2 separate regions of the Triticum aestivum genome follow, and region 2 is linked to region 1. Evidence: chromatin contacts called from public Hi-C data. All regions are on one chromosome and are shown on one strand. Each heading gives the region's core, a stretch centred on a gene start, on an enhancer-like site or on the middle of the called end of the contact. The rest is flanking DNA. Distances are from core to core; before and after follow the strand shown. Region 1 holds the start of LOC123078705 (pathogenesis-related genes transcriptional activator PTI6). Region 2 holds the start of LOC123078708 (ubiquitin-conjugating enzyme E2 5A).

Region 1 (4,714 bases), core at 1,552-4,051:
ATGTGTATCGAGAGAATGTTCAAGCCATGAACAAAATTTGTTCAACATGTATCTTTTTCTTTAGGCTTGTTCAACCTGTATCTGAAAATGAAAAAAGTGAGTCTCGAGCCAATTGCCGGCCCGCCGCGAGCTGGTGCGTCGGACCGCTGGCCCGGCCCACCGTTTGTTTGACGGGCAGGCCGTGGAGACGAGTGCACAGGGTCCAAACGGAACGGCACCGAGCCGTCACTTCAGTAGTACGCATCTTTGTCTCAAAATACCCCCCCAAAAAAATCTTTGTCAAAAAAAAAAGTAGTACGCATCTTCGTCCTCGCCGCCACGTAGCTCCTTCGCCATCTTATCTTTTGCGTTGTCTCCTTCCCCATGTGGTCACCGTGGTACGTGTTCTTGCTCGGGGGCGCTACGTGGGTCGTGGACTCGTGGTCGACCCGACCGCCTCAGCCAGGAGCCAGCCTGCAGGACCACGCCGCTCTCCGTCCTCCCGCACGCCGCGCCATCGCCCGCTCGCTGGATTCGCATTCACTCCCTCGCTCTCGCCACTGTTGGTCACAAGATTCACACGCGCACGCGTACGGGCCTCGCCGTCATAACTCCCTGCCCGGCCGGCCGGAGCCGAGCCCGATCTCAGGGAAAACGCGCCGTTGCTGCACCCGGCGTAAATGCCCATGAATACCCAAACACCTGCTCCTTACAAGGGAAGCCAGCGGCCATGTCTGTCTATCGCACGGACATGGCACGACGGTGTCCGGCCCGGCAGGCGGACACTGTACCGATGCAAACTCCGACACGGCACTGCCTCGATCCCAAGTCGGGGTGGTGTGAGTGAGCGTTTGATCAGGCAGATGATTTCCCAACAAAATCATGGCCCCGACCGACCACCAAAACCCGCAAGCTTTCTGCGCAACTAAATCATGGCCTCCCCATTTGGAGCAGGGAGCGTTTGGACCACGCCGCGGAGCCGTGCCAACCAAAGCACGCATGCACCATGCTAGTAGCTGTGGACTGTGGAGTGGAGTGGAGTGGAGAGTGAACATTGAACAACACCAATACGTACGTACGCCCTGCATCATATCGGAGTAGACAGTACTACACAAAACTTTGACGTAGTATAGTACCCAGCACAGCAGTGGTAGCACTTGGAAACTTTACCCGGATCATATATTTCTCTTCTCGTCGACTCAACACAGAAAAGCAGCAACGCACACGGACATGTTACAAATACACGGGGACACACCACACGTACACGACAAAATACTCTCGACATACACGAAAAAAGATAGGGAAGCAAGCTCCGTCGCCCCCGTCTAGAAAATCGCGGGAAGCTGGTTGAGCGGGAACAGGTCGCGCAAATCCTGGAAGTAGTCGTTCTCCTGCACCGGCGCGGCCCACGGCTCGGCCTCGCCGCCGGCGGACGCGTCCCACGAAGCCTCCTCGGCTGAGGACGGCTCGGCGTAGAGGAACCCCGACTGCGGCTCGAAGTCCCAGAAGCTGCTGCTGGAGTAGACCGGTGCGTCCTCGAACGGCACGAACTCGCCCAACTCCTCCGGAACGCTGAGGCTGCTGCCAGCAGCGGCGGCGTCGCCTTGGCAGGCCTCCGAGTCGCCCCTGTCCTCCGCCAAGGACGACATCGACGGCACCTTGCGGAGCACGGACGTCGGGGACGACACCGCCTGCGAGGACTCCGCGCCGGACTCGTACCCGGCCGCCGTCAGGTCCTCCTGGCCGCCCTCCGAGTTGGTGGACGTGGAGAAGTTGGTCGTGGCGGTGGCGCCGCGGAGCTGAATGGCCGCGTTGTCGTACACGCGCGCGGCCTCCTCGGCGGTGTCGAAGGTGCCGAGCCAGAGGCGCACGCCGCGCCACGGGTCGCGGATCTCCGCCGCGTACTTGCCCCACGGCCGCCGCCTGACGCCGCGGAACTTGGTGCTCTGCGCAGCGGAGCCGCCGCCCTTGGCCAGCCTCTTCCGCGCACCGGTACATCCACCAACACGCCTCGGCAGGTCGTCGTCTCCCGCGCTGCACTGCTCCGGCGAAGCAGCAGCAGCCTGCACAAGCGGCGCCGGGGCCGGCGGAAGCTCCCGCACCATCCTTCCCACCCTCCGAGCGGCGCAGCCCTCGTCGTCCTCACTGGACGAGTCCGTCACGTCGGGATCGTCCCAGTAGATTCGCACTGTACGCGACCGCGACATGGCACGCGCCACCACCGGAAACGCGGAAACCACACAAAGGAGGATACCGATGTCTCTCTCGCCCAAAAACCCTTTGAAGACACAGGTAGAAAGCTCAGAAGGAGCCCCCTGGCCCCAGCAGGAAAGGAAGCTGCAGCCTTAACCGAGCAAGCTGACGATCGATTGAGCGGGTGGATCGCTCGCTCCTGCTCCGCGCGCGGATCAGCAGGGGAATAAGACCAAAGGAACGGCAATAGTGAGGAGGACGGAGTGAGGATGCGAGCAGAAGCAGGCGCAGGGGAAGGCAATAAAGACGGCCTCCTCCTCCTCTTTACCTTCTTTTTATTTAGAAAAAAGGCGAGCAGAAATGTAACAGCGCAGTAAAGCCCTCTGCCTGCCGCGAGGCGCCGGGATAATAACGGTTTTCGAACTCCGTAAAATTTTAACTCGACGAGAGGAACAGAGGAGCGTGGAGCGCAGCAACGAAACGAAAGCGCGAGGAACAAGGACGGGAGTGGAGAAGAGAAGAGAATGAGCAGAGCCTCGGAGATAGCTGAGCTGAGCTGGGAAGCGGTGATGGGATGGGATGGGAGATTTGGGGGTTTGGGGAGGTTTTTGGGAGAGTGGACTGGCTGAGGTTCGTTAGCGCCGTCTTATAGGATCCCCCGGCCCGACAGGCCCTGCGGGAGCCCACGCCCGATTCCGCCGTGAAAGCGTTTTTAACTCCGCCTCGCCTCGCCGGCCGTAATTAAAGCCTGCGGGTTTAACCTCTCCTCCAGCCGCATTTACTGGCTGGCATTGGTTTACGGGGCAGGTTCCATTTCAAATCCCGCGCCACTAGTTTAATTACCGAACCCCGAGGACGAGGACGCCTCCGTCCATTTTACTCGTAGCTGTAAACTGTGCGCGGCGCCTGCAAAACTGCTGCCGTGTTTGGCACTGTGGGTAACTGGTGCCGTGGTCGCCGGCTGGCTGGATGTGTGCAGTGCCGCAGCGCAAGGGGAGAAGAACTACCGGGGTGCGATGCGTGACGGGCATGGGCGGCCTGGCCTGGGCAACTTAACTCGTAGGCTGTGCCAGTGCCAGTGCGCGCTGGTCTGCTCCAACTGTGACGCCGCGACCGCAGCTTGCGCCATCGTGTCCTTCTCTTCAATGGAGGCTGTGTTCTTTCAGGAAGATGGGGTTTTCCTAGCACTTGCTTACTCGCCTAGCACTACAGTCCTTCGTTCATCACGTACCTTTTTTTTTGGAGAAGGGTTCATCATGTAGCTGCATGTGTTTCCTGGCTGAATGTCGGAGGAGCGAGGCCATGAAGGCATGACGTGCTCCCACCACTGCTCGCATTGGTCGACGCTTCCCGGTTCCTCCGGCGTAGTGGCGGTGTGGACGGCCGATTCCTCATCCACACTCTACTCACTGCCACGCCACTGGCGGTGGTTCTGGTTCACCCAGTCAAGCCCGCACCGATGAGCCGCGCGCTGGGAGTGCGTGCCCCAGTCACCCTATTCCTTCCGAGCTCCGGCTCCAGTGCGAGCGAGAGACGGAACACGGTCGCGTGCGTCCCCGTCGTCATATTTTTTTGGCCGCCGTACGGAGGCCGACCCCGCGCCCGCGTGGTCCCTGAGCGGCGGGGGCCGCCGGGCAGTGCCGGTCGCTCGCACTCACGCGGGACGCAGAGGGGATGGAGGATGGCACGGGGCCACTGCCGCAGGGAAGGGCGGAGCCAATGGCGGGCCGAGGCTTGGTGGGGCCGTTGTGGCGCGAGTGCAGGCATCGGATTGCGGGAGGCGGGAGGTGGGGCGGCACGTGATGCCGGTCGGTCCTGGACGGAAAGGAAACTCCGGTCAATTCGTCGGGCGGAGCACCGGCGTCAGGGAGCCTCTGACCCGGAGGACGGAGAGCCATTTATCAACTCCAACCAAGGACAGCCTCAAGGCGCAACACAAAATTGTCCCTAAAATGTCTAAACATGACGGTCTAAATATCTTTTGCCATCGAATGGCGATCATATAAGGGAGTGCCTAGAACTCATCTAAATAAAATATAAATTGGTCTCATTCACATGACGTCATCCATCTGTGTATAAAAGGTGTGGTCGTTCTATATTGTCGCTACTTCTTCCTGGGCCGTTCGTTGTTTGTTGTGTTTTTATGGGCCAGTGTACAATAACGAAAGTTGTCCGTTGTTTGTTGTTGATGAATAGAAGCATGAAGCAGCTGGGCCCTTACCCTTATTTAGGGAGCGTTTTTCTGTTGTTGTTTTTAGTTTTCTTGCTCGAAAACAATAGCTCGGAGGAGCCTTTGCCTGGGCCCTGCCTTGTTTTATGCCAACATTATTAAAAAATTTCAAATGAATTGCCTAAAAAAGAAAATGTTAAACAGCTCGAAAAGAAAAAAAATCTGTGAAAAATAAAAAAAAATATGTATGTATGTAAGAATGTTTATCGCATGAAACATGTTCACCATGTATTTTTTTAAATGTCACATATAAAAAAGTGCACCAAGTATTTGGACAAAAATCATTGCGAATATAACTAGGGTTATATTGGT
Region 2 (4,714 bases), core at 716-3,215, 210 kb after region 1:
TTTCATCCCTAAAGCCAAGCTTCGATCCACCACCTTCAGCATGGGTACGACGCTGGCACGCGTGACATAACCTGATCGGAGATCTAGTGTTTCCACCGGAGTGCACATGCTCGTCATTGAGGTCAACTCTACCATCAACACTTGTTCGGCTACCGACACCTAGCTAGCCAAGTACAGCAGGAGAACAAACCGGAAGTCAAAAAGTCCCATACCGCCTCGCCTCCGGTCACTAAGTCACTAAGCACCACCTTCGATCCAACAGCAACATGCATAACATGATACCTCCACCAGAGCCACCATGCAGCACCTGCTGACAGGCATGACTTGACATCTCCGCATGAGACATCGTGCGTAGCACCCGCCGGTGGCTTCACCTGCCGGCGACAGGCAATGCCCTGACGCCTCCGAAAGAGACACATGTCACTCACCGAGCCGCATCGAACCCGATCTGTTGGTGGAGGGGGCGTCCCATATCGCCGTCAGCCTTATGGAGGCCGTCACCACTGCAAGACCCAACCACCGCATCATCCACTTGACAACGGAGGCCACCGCCAATGAAGAAGCTGGGCCGCGGCCCCATCGCACAACTCCCACGGCGCCATACGATGCCACATCAAGCAAGAACACTGCCGCCAAACCGGCTGCAGGCTACTGTGTTGCCACGACACAACAGCCGCCGACAGCCACCACACGGGGGCGACGAGAGGAGAGAGAGAGAGAGAGAGAGAGAGAGAGAGAGAGAGAGAGAGGGGGGGGGCTTTTTGGCCCGATCCTCCAGAAACCTTAATTTGGGGAGAGAATTTCACTTCCCTGCACCAACTAGGGATGCACACACCGTTTTTAGTATGAGTACCAAGATTTTTATCTTGAAGTGTAGTCTCACCACATATCAAGCATGGTCCCCAAATATATTATTTGTGAGTACCAAGATTTTAGCTTGATGAGTGACCACACATCAAGCTTGGTCCTCAATAAATGGGGGGAAACCCTTGTGCATCACCTGTCAATTCTAAGAATTGAACCCGGCTGGTTAGACTGCACAACCGCATACCTAACAATCTCATTGCAGGCAGCCTTATTCGGCTGTGACGCAGGTTTAACAGGCCACATGTCAGTTCATACTACCATTGATCCAAGTCCAGATTCATGTTCCCCGCTAAAAAAGAAAAAGAAAGTACAAGTCCACGCGTAGTCTTCATCAAGAACTCTAAACATACATCGCACCTTCTCTCCTTCCCCTTTTTGGGCAAGCAGAGCATACAGCGTTGCTCCAAATATCTGCGAAGCAAAGCATTTTTTTCCCCAGACGTACAGTTCTGTGGGAGGACGCGAGCATGTGCACAGCAAGTCATTCCGAAGCATAGCATATGCACAAAAATCTGACTCTTGACACAAGGTCATGCATGTCCTGGAAGGAAGCGCAAAAATCCAGGCCAAAAGAAGCAAGCAAAGCGAGAAAGGAGCAAGACCTGCACTGCATGAGGTGGGGGGATCCTTCTGCAGATCCTTGAGCTCCTTCTGTATCCTCTTGGACGCCATCGCGCCCTCCCTCGCCGCCCTGTTTTCCCCCCCAAGAACCAGAGCAGAGAAACCATCAAATCTGCTGCCATAAACAGGTTAGTACACATCACAAGAGGAACTGAGACGGAAGAACAAACCTCTGTGCTTGAAGGGCTGGCTGATCTCCTCTCCGCCTCCTGCTTCCGTTTCTCCGCCCCCTCCTCGCAAGAACCAATAATGGGATGGAACTGGGGAAAGGGGCCAGGAGCAGCAGGGCTATATATGTAAATGTAAATGGGCCTCCCCTTCCTTTGCTCGCTGTCTGTCTTGATGCAGGTTTGCGTGCTGGTTTTATTTATTCGTTTCCGTCGAATCGTCCTTCAATGCGGTTGGGACCTGCTTCCTTACTTTTTAGTGGTGCGGTGCCATGGCTGAACGGCAAAGGCGGGTGGCATCAGATCAAATGCCCCATCCATCCGCTGCACTTGCACTGACTCCCTTTCGTATTAGTGGCTGCTGATGAACAGAGTTATATTCTCCCTTCTTTTCTTCTATCAATCAACGCCAATAAATTAATGGATGGAGAGAACTGACGTGGAGTGAAACTGACGGAAAGGCAGCCGCGTCTCCTCCTGATATAATAACCGTGAATTGAAAAATAAAGAATCTGCAGATTCTGGTGGGAGGCCCTGCCGACGGATTGATTCCTCGTGGCCTGCATGTCAGTGACGGGGCGAGAGAATCCAATTCATGCAGCCCAAGTGGACATGAGTGGAACCCGGCTTTTTGTTTGGGTGGCTGATTGCCTGACAACCGATAGTGATGCCAACACAAGAAAAAAAAAACCCTCCCCTCGTTATTCCATAGTGTAAGATGAGAGAGGAGAAACGGTCCAAAACAGGTACTCCCTCCATTCCTAAATTTAAGTCTTTGTAGATTTCACTATGAATTACTCTCTCCGTCCAGAAATACTTGTCAACGAAATGAATAAAAAGGGATGTATCTAATGTATTTTAGTTCTAGATACATCCCTTTCCATTTTGATGACAAGTATTTTTGGACGGAGGTAGTACATACGTAGCAAAATAAGTGAATCTACACTCTAAAATGCATCTATATACAACAGTATGTACTCCCTCCGTTCCTAAATATAAGTTTTTTTAGAGATTCCAATAAGTGACTACATACGGAGCAAAATGGATGAATCTATACTTTAAAATATGCCTACATACATCCGTGTTGTAGTCCATTTAAAATGTCTAAAAAGACTTATATTTAGGAATGGAGGAAGTAGTTCATAGTGAAATCTCTACAAAAACTTATATTTAGGAACGGAGGGAGTATTTAGCATGCGTCACAAGGATCTGCGGTAATTGAACTGCAATATGCAAGAAACTGACATTAGTTTCTAGAATACATTCCTTTCTTCCAGATGAAGCGTGCTATCTTGATAAGCTTACCCTACTTTATTTTATTTTATTTGTTCAAATTCCTTCCATTCTAACAAGCCATATATCAATCAACGATTGGTTCTGAATATATGATGAGACACTAGTTGAGCCTTATGAGACACACAACAGGCAGTTTTATAGGTATATATGCTGAAGATGAATAGAAGGCTAATTACAACAGTCCAGGAAATGTGAATAGAGCAAATAAATACCAAGGTTTGAATGATGCCGATAAACACGCCAGAAGGATGTGATCAGTGTACGGGTAAGAAGGGATGTATCATGTTCAAGGAAACCGATCGAGATTATTCATCTGTTAGTTGGGGGCTAGTACACAAAGTTTAAACAGAAAATTTGACGCCTTCATCATCTGCTGAACTGCCCTTAAAGATAACTGCCTTTCCCTTCTGTTCCAGCAGCCTCAAAGCTCGCATGAGGACACCACGATCAATTCCCGCAAGTTCTGCAACAGGCGCCACAGGAGAGAATGATTCAAACTGGGCACAATACTAAGACAACTTTTATTATGAGCAAGGGGCATGGCCTATGTATTACTTTTCTTTTCTTTTTTGCGAATTATGGGCTGTGCATTAGTAATGAGGCACCAGCACCAACTTATGTCACGGCCTAAGCTCCAGAGCGTAGCTGTGCAGGGGAGGTTGCATCATGGCGTGATAGCAGCTGGAATAGGGTTTTCGGAGGATAACCTCTGGCTTATTCATTCATCATATAACATAGATTATCCCTAGCTTTATAGAATAGCCATCCCTAAAAGGAAAACTGTAACTGCATAATTCCAATAGATTCTTATCCAAACTAACCGACTAGGGAATCGAGAAAAAGTAACTTATCACTAAGCGTAGGCTTGGCCAGAAGGCTCCTCCTGAGGCTTGTGCCCGCTATAATACCAAGCCCACATGACAAGTTGGGTAAACATGGAAATATGTATCCAACAGCTAGCTAAGTCTAAATCCTACATGTATTTTACCGTTTCTATTTGATCAAAAAATTTACCGCTTCTACCGCAAATTGCTTCGAAGCAAGAAAATAAGCTTAGCCTCACGGAAATATTGAAAATGGAAAATCTAATCTTGTTGGCTAAAGGGGGGAGAATCCCTCCATTAACTGTGTGCTCATTTAGATAGAAATGAGCCTTCCGCGGATCGAACGCGAGTGGGTGGGCTTACACCATAAGCTCCAAGCCAACCGAGCTAGCGCTCGGTTCTTAATGGAAAATCTAATCTCATCACCATGAAGTTTGGTATACTTACCGGTCCCATGTGTTTCAATTCCAGAGCGTATATCTTCAATTGTTGTTACTTCCAACCCATTTTCCTTTACCTACAAGCATAACAGAGATAAATATGAAGTCACTGCCACTACTCATTGATAAATTGATAGCTTCGAAAGAAACATGTTTAATAGAATACAAAGTCTTACGAAGTGTAATATGTAGTTAGCCCAATCTTGAATCCGCAGCCAAAGAATGAGACACTTCTTGTGACTTTTGTCAATCCACTCTGCGCGCCCTGCAGTTTGAACTTGGCTTTAAGTAGTTGCACACAGGCCAGGGGTAATGAAGGCATCCATTACCTAGAAAAACAAAACTACACACAGCTACAACAATAACTAAAGATTTAATGTTGTGCAGAATAAACCTTCACTAACAAGAGCTGCAAGGAACACTTCCTTTGCTTCATAGCTTAGAGATCCTGAAAGCATGCAAGTTCAGTGCAACGTCAATAGGAATGTCCAAATGGATT

The links. Hi-C and Micro-C count contacts between places; a contact is called where the count stands out from the background.
Region 2: a contact with region 1 is called in a Hi-C map of leaf, with 4 times the contacts expected there. The contact joins the promoter of LOC123078708 here to the promoter of LOC123078705 in region 1. A contact is called at or near these places in 2 of 5 Hi-C or Micro-C datasets (leaf and root).

What each region holds. Positions count from the first base shown.
Region 1 is chr3D:331,508,789-331,513,502 of IWGSC CS RefSeq v2.1, forward strand. LOC123078705 (pathogenesis-related genes transcriptional activator PTI6) reads right to left here and starts at 2,802. Exons shown (of 1, transcript XM_044501296.1): 1 at 1,027-2,802. The coding sequence starts at 2,186. The coding sequence ends at 1,305.
Region 2 is chr3D:331,720,570-331,725,283 of IWGSC CS RefSeq v2.1, forward strand. It overlaps LOC123078708 (ubiquitin-conjugating enzyme E2 5A), which reads right to left and starts at 1,966. Exons shown (of 5, transcript XM_044501299.1): 1 at 1,659-1,966; 2 at 1,470-1,558. The coding sequence starts at 1,539. LOC123078706 (vacuolar protein sorting-associated protein 25) reads right to left here. Exons shown (of 7, transcript XM_044501298.1): 4 at 4,610-4,663; 5 at 4,392-4,480; 6 at 4,223-4,292; 7 at 3,059-3,414. The coding sequence ends at 3,293.